Linked DNA regions of Rattus norvegicus: all the other regions are linked to region 2. The links are chromatin contacts, called in public Hi-C maps. All regions are on one chromosome and are shown on one strand. The core of a region is the stretch at or near the end of the contact, and the rest is flanking DNA. Distances in the headings are between cores, read along the strand shown.

Region 1 (3,314 bases), core at 444-2,943, 550 kb before region 2:
CTTCCTGTAAGCTGTAGTGACCAGGTGATTTCAGAGGCTAAGGAATCACATTAAAAAAGGAAAGTGGGGGTGGAGGGGAAGAGATAGAGGAAAGTGTGTGTGTGTGTGTGTGTGTGTGTGTGTGTGTGAGAGAGAGAGAGAGAGAGACAGAGACAGAGACAGAGACAGAGACAGAGACAGAGAGAGAAAGAAACAGATAAGAGAGGGGAAGAGAAAGGATGGGGAGAGAGAAGAGAGGGAGAGGAGAGAGAGGAAAGAGGGAGAGAGATGGGGAGAGAGAAGGGAAAGGGGGAGAGGAGGAGGAGAGAGAGAGAGGAAGGGGAAAAGAGAAGGAAAGAGAGAGGAGAGGGGATGCTGGGTCTTTGTCACTGTCATGGTGCAAGTTTGTTTCTCTAGTGGGGGATTTTCCAGGGGTCTCAGTGTTGTGGCTTTATGGGGTAAATTCAGTGGAAAGAGGCACACGTCCTGTGCAGAATGTCCTTTTAACTCTCTTCTGCTCCTCTGCGCTTTGCCTCTGAATACACAAAAACCTGTATTTGTGATTGCCAAGGGCCTTCTGCCGGGAGGGAGGACGCATTGTAAATCACTCTTTCACACCGGTTAACAGGGAGTGTCTCCTCGCCCCTAATTATGGTTTTGCTTTGAGTTGAGAAGGTTGTTTTTTGGGGGCAATAAATTCTGGTGTCAGTTAGCCTTCACTCTCTGCGAGTGAGCCCTCAGCCGGAAATTGGTGTTCTTAACAGTTGGACCTCTGGGGGTCTGGGAGGCTGTACAGCAAAAAAGACGGAGGCAGGGAGGGAGAGAGAGTGAGAGAGAGAGAAAGAGGAGACACAGGAGGGGAGAAAAGAGGAAGAAAGAGATAATAAAGGAGGAGGGGGAAGATAAAGAAGTTGACGGCTAGACTCTTTAATTTTTGTAATAGGAAATTTGAAAATTAGCAAAGGAACCTTGGTTCCTATCAAAATATCTTTTTTTTAAAAATTATTTATTATTCTATGTATATGCGTACACTGTAGCTATCTTCAGACACACCAGAAGAGGGCATCAGATCTCTTTACAGATGGTTGTGAGTCACCATGTGGTTGCTGGGAATTGAACTCAGGACCTCTGGAAGAGCAGTCAGTGCTCTTAACCGCTGAGCCATCTCTCCAGCCCAAAATATCTTATATTATGGAATTTTGGTGACTCATTACCCTGAGATTTTTGAAAAGTTTCAAAACTGTGTTAGCGTCGTGATTAACTACTTATCATGTTCTGTGTGTGTGTTTGTGTATGTGTGTGTGTGTATGTGCACGTGTGTGCATGTGTGTACCTATTCTACAAAGCTTCCACAACACAAACACACTCGAGTCGTTGTGTCACGTTGAGAAAGCTTCCCAGCTAGAAAATTCCAAGTAGAATAAGGAGTGAACTCTTCCACGGAGGTTGTTGACAGAAAACCTTCCTACCATCAGCTTCAACATTTCTGGGTCAGGCTATGATAAAAATAACCCTAACACTTGAAAACATATGATTTTTTTTGGAGTCCCCTCCGTGGTGGGTTTGACTTTAGCATTCTGACCCTTTGAGTACTCTGTGATGATGAATTATCTGGCAGTCTCTGCCGAAGAGTAGAGTCATTTGGTCAGATTTTAGCAATCCCAGGCTGTTACTAAAGCCCAATTGGTAAAGCCTGTTGCCAGGGTCAAGTGCTTGTCTGTGTCCCAGGGTATAGCTCTGGTCTTGTGCTTCCCGTGACACGAATCATGACACGAGTATATGGTACTAATCCAGCCACGTCCTTTTGTCCTGTTTTTGATTTATGTACAGGCCAGGCATGTGGGATCTGGCTGTCTTGACCTATGATATTTCCATGTGATCCAACTTGGAAGTTGTCCAAGTGAGCAGGAGGCCGGGGTGGAGGCGAGGGCATGCTCTCAAACAAACACATCCTGGTTTGGTTTCTGGCTCTGAATTTCTTTGCTGTGTCATCTTGGGCAAATTATTCTTTCATTTCTATATGAAACGGGCACAGGATGCCTACAAGAAGACAAGGCCTTTGGACCTAGCCTACATCCCGAGCTGGGACAAACCTCAAAACCTCTGCTTTGCAGATGACCTGGGGATGGGGGTTTGGTTTCTTCCCTGCCTTCTTTACTGCTACCCTGGTTCAGGTCACCAATAAATTCTCCTGGACTATCACATCAGTCTCTGAATCCAGCCCCTAACCCCTATTCCACATCAGGTAGAGCGATTTTCTAAAGATGTGCGCTGGAAACTCGAGGTCCATCCTGCTCATTCTGCATAAAACCGAAGAGCCCACCACGCCCTCAAAATCCCCATCTAAAACCACGTGTGTCGGCAGATGTTTACAAATCCAACCAGGAAGTAGAGTCTGGAGGATCAGAAGTTCAAGGCCAACTTCGGCTACCTTGTCTCAAAAAGAAGAAGTAAAAAAAAAAAAGAATTGAGTCCCTATTTAATTTTGTTCCTTCGTAATTCTCTGACCTGGCCTGTAAAGGCTTTGCTCCTGACGAGGCTAATGGAATCTCATGTTGTTCCCAGAACATCAGTAATGCTCCTGCCTCAGGGAACTGTACTTGCCCTCAACCCCATGCCTTTTCCCATCCCCAGAACTAACGCCTGTTCAGGTCTCCCACCATCATGAAGGTCTCTATCCTGACTTCCTTACCCAGTTCATATTTCTCAGCAGCCTGCACACTGTAGGGTGGTTGCCTCTAGCCTACCCTGGGATGCAGGTTGGACAAGAGCAGGGACCATGTGCTTCTTGCTGACTTCTGTATCTGTAGTACTTGGAAGAGTGTCTGGTAGATTATCAGAAAACCGCAAGTGACAATGACTGTTAGTAAACATGTATTTCTGTCTCATGGAATGAAGTCTAGGGGCAGCCATCCCCAGGCTAAAGTGGACATCTATAAAAATGATGAACCGGTCTTTCTTCTTGGCTGTTCCGTTCTCCTTCCACTGTCTCATGTGCTTCTCCTTGTGTCTCAGTAGGCATGGAGGGGCTGAACCATCTGCCTACATTGGTTTGCAGAATGAGACGTCAATCACGTATGGAATAAGAATAAGCGTCTGTAAGCCTGCAATTGAGGCTACCCAGGAGGGTGAGGCTGGAGGGGTCCAAGTTCAAGGTCTTCCTGGGCTACACAGCAAGTTCAAGGCCAGCCTGGGAAATTTAGTAAGATGCTGTTTCAAATAAACAGAAGGAGGAAAAGAAGTAAAAGAGGGCTGACTTAATGGTCAAGTGCTTGCCTAGCATGAATGAGACCCTAGATTCCATCTCCAATACCACAGACAAGAAGGAAAGAGTA
Region 2 (3,613 bases), core at 87-2,586:
ACCCTCCCACCCCTCCCCTCCCAACTCCTCCCCAGTCCCATCTCCAACTTCTCTCACCGAAACAGGTAGCTGGTTCTGTGTGTCCACGGTTCCCAAAGTCCAGAACACACCTGTAAATCTCTCCAGGCGATTCTCTGGTATCCACCTACGTAGACTCTGTGCTGTTTCTTGCTGGTCTCTTCTAGATCTTTAGTTTGAAAATGAGGCATATCGACATCCTCCAAGCCAAACCCAAGACAGTCTCCACCTCTCCTGGGAGCATAGGCAGGAGGGAATAGAAATAGCCTGCCCAGTCAGGGTCCCAGCAAAAATTCCAGACTCAGTCAGATGCAAATGAATGTCAGGTTAAAGCAAACAATAGATATCTGGAAATTACCTGAGAGCGCTCAAAGGCTCTGCCCAAGTGACAGATCTGCTGCTGCCCCGTGGAATCCCAGATGTGTTTCCCTTCCCTGCGCCACATTTAGCAATGCAGCACCGATCCCCACTAATGTTGCCGTCTACCTCCCTCAGACCTAGTTCTCTCACATCACCTGAACTAGAGACAATCCTCAGAACACCCGTTTTAAAGTAAAAAACGCAGAGGGGCAGGCTTGTGCCTATGGAAGAGGGAAGCTTAGACAACAGGAAGGAGGCATATGACTCCCCCACAGGACAAGGAGAGTGGTGGGTGGTGGTTGGCGGGGGGGGGGGGGGGGGGGCGGGGACGGGGGAGTAGGCAGGCAGCCTTGAGGACTCTTAGGCCTCACAATAAATGAGGACGCCTGGCGCCTGCGGCGGGGTCAAATGGGGTCAGACAAGCTTATCCCTGCGCCTGGGAATTAAGGGTATCCTGAGGACAGCTGTAGAACAAGAGTCTCCAGGGTCCTCCCTTTCTAGGCAGGTCAGGAACCATGGAGGCAGGAACGCTATCAAGGTAGTGGCAGTGGTATTTCTCACCCATGGAAACGACGTCGAGCTCCGTGCAAAGCCCAGACGAGAGACAAAGAATAGCTGTCAGTGCTGTTCGCCTCCTCTAGAATCGATGCTTGGTGTACGGTCCCTAAAGCCAAAACCAAACCAAACACTCCTGGAAATATCAACAGACTTTGCATCTGTGACAGGTCCCCGAAACTGTTTCTCCGAGCTCGTGACAACAAATGCATGCCTTGCAAATCATCCCGGGACATCGGCGTTTCCCCCACCCCCTGCCTCCGTCTCGCCCCGGAGGACTCAAGGCCTGGGCGCATCTGCTGGAAGACTGGAAAACTTTTGCCAGGCTGGTCTTGCGCAGCCAGGGGCGTGTAGACACGCAGCACGGCACTGCCACCTTGTGGCCGGCGGCTGCATCGCGGACGACAGTTAGCAGCATCCAGCAGAGGCTAGGCAGCAGCGCACGTCCGCAGGAACGCACTAGGCTAGCAGGAGCAGGGGCGGAGCGTGCCGGAGCCGGTCACGTGGGTTAGCAACAGGCAGCAGCCAATGACAGCGCTAGTCAAGTGGCGCGTGCGCTTGGAGACTCCGGGAAGGCGTGGAAGGCTCTGCCTGCGCAGAGCAAGCTGGCTGGGGGAGTGGCTGGGGATGGTGGTTGGAGTTCCGACCTTGCTTTGGAGCTGGGGAACCAGATCTTTAGTAGAAACCCCCTGGGGGACAGCGAGTGAATGAGGAGATGGCAGAAGGGACGTGTCCTTGTCCTCCTGTGTCAGTCACTTGTTGCTTTACCAAAGCCTTAGCAACCAGTCTGTCCCCTAGATTCTTAGTGGGTTAAAACAGAATAAAGATACCCCTAGTCAGTGGCTCAATGCCATAAAACTTATTGCTACAAATGAGCATCAACACCTCACAGAGCCTAAAGGACTGGTCAGAGGAGGACAAAGCAGAGAAAGCCAGGAATTGGGTCACAGGGGGAAAAATGTTAACTTAGTTGGTTTTCATTTTCCCCAGTACAAAGAATGACTTTTGTGGTAATCCCACCGTGTTGACATAAACCAGCCCACCCTTGAACGCTGAGCTGACCACACTACACAATGTCGGATGGAGGGAATCAGAATGGCCTCTAACAAGCTCAGTCTCCAAGGGGTTCTCCTGGTTTTCAGGGCCAAGCACATTGTTTCTTGTGAATGGCCTCTCTCCCTCTCTCCCTTCTGATCATGGTTCCCCTTGCATATTGACCTCTCTGTAACAAATCCAGGATTGCCCCCCTGAGAACGTCTAACCCATTCCTGTACCTGAGGGCATTTTGAAGGACTAGAAGCTGTCACACTGTTGTCGGATGCTCTTACATAGGCAAAAATGGCCCAGCCTCCAGGATCCAGCCATCCTACTCGACTGGAGGGGTGACTTTCTAGTCGTGAATTTTATCTTCATTCAGGGTTAGATTGCCCCTGAGGGTGGTGGAAATGACCTACCTGTCAAGAGCAGGAAGCAGTTTAGGGGCTCTTCCAAGACTCTTCCTTGAGAGTAGCCCTGCCTTTCATCAACGTGGAGACCTCACTCTTTCCCAACACAGCATGTCAAGCTTGTGCCTATGAGAGAGGGAACTTGGTCAACTGGAAGGAGACATAAGACACGCACGCGCGCACACACACACACACACACACACACACACACACTGCACAAGAAGGGGGGAGGTAGCTAACCTTGAGAACTCTCCTATGTGTATGTTAACCCCTGAGTTTATCCATTACTTGATACAACAGGCCTTGTAGACCCACTAAGTCCTGTCCAGTAATTATATTTCTGCAAATCTGATTTATTTTTTAAGTACAGTACTCCGAAGATCCTGGCTGGTATGCACTTTGAGTCCATGAATATGTATTGAGTTCTAGGCAGCAGACACCACATAGCCACATGGGTACTAGAGGATACCATTGCAGCAAGAGAGAAACTGGCAAAGTGAGGCAGATTCCTGACATAAGTGAGGAGGGATCACCCTGCTGCCACAGCCAAGCCCTAAACCTCCTCTCCTACCCTGCTTCCTCCAACTCCCTGCTGTCTTCAGGTCTTCTTGGGCCTCCTTTGATCAGGGAACAACTGTCCCCATATTTAACAATTACAAACACCCTGAGAGTCAGAGGCCAGGGATCACAAAGAACAAAAGGCCCCACCTGGCTCCAACCTTAGCTCTAGCATTTGACAAAAATCCCCAACCTGCAGCACGTTCTGCCAGTCTGAACTTCGCTTTCTTCAGCTCTAATGTTCACTCGTAGGACCCCGAGGAATCTGTGTGGAATCCCAAGATTACTGCAAACACAATTTAAATTTCCCACGCTAAAGGACTGCTTCATGGGAGCTCCCATCTCTAAAACCCTAGAAGCGAAGATTTTCTGGGTCTGGATGTTTTTGTGATGGGGGTTGAGCCCCTGGTTTCTTTCTTCGCATATCACTAGGTTACAGGACACAGTCTTGCCAGATTTACGGAAGCAACAAACAGGTTCCCCTACTCCCTGACCCGGCACAGAGTTAATGGCTGTGCCTGAGGATAAAATTAGATCTTGGTGGAACAAACTTGGCTGTCGTGAGGAAAGCCCCACAGCAGATGCCCTTCACTAGTCTTGTAACTTTGATCAAATTAGGAGAACTCATCAGCTTACTCAAGTCTAGAAAACAAGGAGGTTGAATAACTTAGTAATCC
Region 3 (3,307 bases), core at 104-2,603, 870 kb before region 2:
CCATAATCGTACTCTGAATTGCAACTTAAAGAGCTTCCAACACACACACCTTACACGATTTTCCAAATAACACTAATAACCGGCTCATTTGTATGCAAAGTGCAATATGGGGCCAAATCCTCCCGAGAATGCAGTTAGATCACTGCAGCCCCCCCCCCCCACACACACACACACAGAACCCCAACCTCCACCAAAACCCCTTGCCTTTCATCTAAAGTACATTAACGTTGTGTCATTCGAGGTCAATTTATATACTTGAGGTATCTGTACACCAGTCTGTTTTCTCAACCAAACTAGGCAGACACGACTTTGCCTGAAAAGCCCTTTCGGAAAAAGAAAGAGCCTTATCGGACGCTACGTTTAGAACCTTTCAGCTGCAGAATTATCTATAAACTTGACATTCACAGCCATCGCTTAAAACTGCAAGCCAAAGGATGTGTTGTTAGGAGCACTTACGTATTTCTTCTGAATGATATTCCTCTTGGGTCTTTCCTTGCTCATTCTGAGATCCAAATGCTGATTGCAAAAGGGGACAATTGCTTCATGAATTTAAAGCCGTCAGAAATTTGCAAAAAAATATCCTGGTGGTTTTTATTGTTGGTGGTGGTGGTTGATCTTGTAATCCGACTTTTCTTCCTCTTCCCCCAAAGCCAGATTCGCCTTGAAATAAATCCGAAATTGAGAAGGATAAAAGAAAAAAAATAAAAAGAGCCAAAGACGAACGAAGCAAACAAGAAAAATTCACTTTAGTAAAACACTCATAATGGAAAATTTCCCCCGAAACATACAACAGACACAAAAAAAAAGAAAAAAAGAAAAAAAAACCGACGCCCTTCACTCCCCCCCTTTTTCTTCCAAAAACTACATCAGCGAAACGTGAAGGTCCTTAGCATCTGATCTGTAGTTACATCTTGAAAAAGAAAAAGGAAAGATAAATTTAAAACGTTGGAAGTCACGTTTGTGCTGCAGCAGCAGTGCGAGCAGAAGAGTCAACTCCAGCGGCGGCGGCGGCGGCGGCAGCACCACAGCGGAGGGCTCGCCGAGTCTCTTTTTTCCAAGCCCCCTAACCAATGAGAGAGAGGCTATCCAGCCCAACTTTAAATGGACTCTGCTTTTATACAAGTTAGGGCTCCTCGGCTAATTCGCCATCTCTCGCCAGCCGAAAACTCCCACAGCTGAGCCCCCGCACGCCTGCCTACCCTTTGCCCACAAACCCTGGCCCAGTGCAGAGAACTCCCGCAGCCCCGTCGACGAGACCCCGGAGAGGCCTCAGCGAATCCTTTGCGGGCCGCCCGTCAGGCGCCTCTCCCATGCCGAGCCCAGTCCTGGAATTGAGAGAGGCTCCCTAGCTCAATGCATGGCACGCTCGGTCGCTCCACCTCAGCCCCTTTCCCCCCGGCAGTCCGCTCACCCAACAGTCGCCGCATGCAAGCCTTCGCCACTGCCCTCACGTCTACCTGCAGCCGGGCAGCAGGGTACCACTGCCCCAGGACGCCCGGCCCGGGGGAGAGCCGCCTATTCCCGGGGCACCTTAGAATAGTCCCCTTGATCTTCTGGAAGTTGTAGTCCCTTGACTACAAAATGGCTATGGCCACGGAAGCTAAGAACTACAATTCCCAGCGTGCCCCACACCTCCTGTCACTCAACTCCCTTCCCTGAGGTCTCCCCCTCCCCCTTCCCCAGCCCTGCCAACAAACGCTTGGACGTGTCCCGCGTGCGACACTGCTAGAGGGTGGCTCGGGATTGGCCCGCGGAGCGTGTGGTCCGGGAGCGAGGAACTCCCCACGCCGGCCCGCCCCCAGTCCCCTCCCCGCGGGCCGCCGGCCCGGCCCCGCGCGCCCCGCCCCCACCCCGGGCGCGAACCGCCTGTGGAATCGAGGAATCGCGCGCGAGAGCGCGCCGCGGGCCCGCGAGGGAAAGCCGCCAGGCTTCCCCGGGGAAGGCCTCGGAGCGTGGCGGCGCGGGGGGCGGTGTCAGCGAGGGCTTGGAGCGGGTCCTAAGCAAAAAAAAAAAAAAAAAAAAACTGGGCCACGCACCAAGAGGAATCCTCGGTGCGAACTCGCTGATCGGCGGCGTCTGCTGCTTCTGCCGTTGCAGGCGGTGTCACCTCAGGACAGCGCCCGTGTGCCGAGCAAACGCCGCGCGGCCGGCCGGGGTGGTCCGAGGTCACGGCTTAACGCCGGCCGGCGGCCGCACGCGAGCCCACGCGCGGAGCGGAAGGGAGGGCAGCCTCTGGGCTAGGCACGCGGCCTCGTGGTCGCCAGCCCGCGTATCTCCGGCCGGCGCGACACTAGGCCAGCGCTGGTGGCTCGGAGGTGAAGCCCCGCCGTCTCTGAAGACGGTTAAGGGGGTCTTTACCCTCAAGACTAGGGCTGTCCGCGAGTGAGACTCAAACGCTGAGGTGAAAACATCCGCGGAATATGGAGACCGAACCACACACAGGCCGACCGTAAGGAAACGTCTCGAACACTGAGTGCCCAAAAGACCAACGGTCTGTGCCCCACAGCCTTACCTGCCCCAGCCCCTGCCCAGGCTCGCCAGTCGCTCAGATCAATGGATCGCAGGCCCTGCTGTCGCTCTCTGGGGCATTCGCACTCGCAGTAACTTTATCAAGTCTCACGGCAGCTTCTGCGCTAATTTCCTGGTTCTAACCTATGGTCTTCAAGGTCCTGTTTTTCAAATCTGACTGGCTAGCCTCAGGAAAAAACGAAAAGGCTGGAGCCTCTCCCCTCCACCTGCATGCACATTGTATTCTTCCTCCGGTTCCCGGCAGTTCAGCACTCGAGTCACGACCACTGCGTATTAGTTGCAACAGTCGTGGTGTCTAGAAAGTTCCAAAAAAGCGAGTTAACACCTATGGGTTCAAATGGCACAGTGACCACTTCAGACAAGTAAGCAATGGCTTTCCGAAGCTTCTCACAGTTTCCACATCTACAAGTTGACTCTGGCCAAAGCTTACGAGGATTCTAAAGTAACAAAAACCTAGTTTAGAACCAGGCAGGTAACTGGACTCTTTTATGCGTTGACATGACTCCCTTACTTAAAAATATATACATACCTCATTATTAGTCTTTTTTTTTTTAAGTTTCTAAAACACGTTCATTTTACAATCCGGAAAAAAATTAACTGCCCGTGTGTCCTAAATGTTGCACAAATTGTACATTGTTTCCATTTGGTCGGAATGGTCGAATGCATTCTCTTTTACAGTTGGGTTTTGACCACCCAAGTAACTTTATAGTCGTCTTGCCACAAGGTGATTTCCAAACCCATTCTGTTCATTATAACCTGCTCACTAGAGGTGTCTGCT

What was found. A called contact is a pair of places that touch in the nucleus more often than the background predicts.
Region 1: a contact with region 2 is called in a Hi-C map of liver, with 3 times the contacts expected there. The contact joins two enhancer-like sites. A contact is called at or near these places in 3 of 12 Hi-C or Micro-C datasets (Schwann cells, kidney and liver).
Region 3: a Hi-C map of liver shows a contact between it and region 2, with 3 times the contacts expected there. The contact joins the promoter of Jarid2l1 here to the enhancer-like site in region 2. A contact is called at or near these places in 5 of 12 Hi-C or Micro-C datasets (Schwann cells, frontal cortex, kidney and 2 more) and 1 of 1 datasets of contacts at active chromatin or transcription factors (oligodendrocytes).

Annotation. Positions count from the first base shown.
Region 1 is chr17:20,483,573-20,486,886 of GRCr8, forward strand. All of the region lies in intron 1 of LOC108348536 (a long non-coding RNA gene), which reads left to right. Among named protein-coding and RNA genes, the nearest start is that of RGD1596092, 280 kb to the right of the region's middle. Within about 2 kb of position 1,694, at least 3 of the 93 cell types and tissues checked have an H3K27ac peak or open chromatin away from gene starts, as enhancers often do. A contact at or near this core is called in liver, where this site is marked.
Region 2 is chr17:21,033,570-21,037,182 of GRCr8, forward strand. It overlaps LOC102551899 (a long non-coding RNA gene), which reads right to left. Exons shown (of 4, transcript XR_010059143.1): 2 at 2,388-2,504; 3 at 58-1,042. Among named protein-coding and RNA genes, the nearest start is that of Cd83, 77 kb to the right of the region's middle. Within about 2 kb of position 1,337, at least 52 of the 93 cell types and tissues checked have an H3K27ac peak or open chromatin away from gene starts, as enhancers often do. A contact at or near this core is called in kidney and liver, where this site is marked.
Region 3 is chr17:20,160,945-20,164,251 of GRCr8, forward strand. Jarid2l1 (jumonji and AT-rich interaction domain containing 2 like 1) reads left to right here and starts at 1,354. Exons shown (of 3, transcript XM_063276985.1): 1 at 1,354-1,475; 2 at 1,732-3,307. The coding sequence starts at 1,354. The coding sequence ends at 2,386. Jarid2 (jumonji and AT-rich interaction domain containing 2) reads right to left here and starts at 1,026. Exons shown (of 18, transcript NM_001427247.1): 1 at 457-1,026. The coding sequence starts at 501.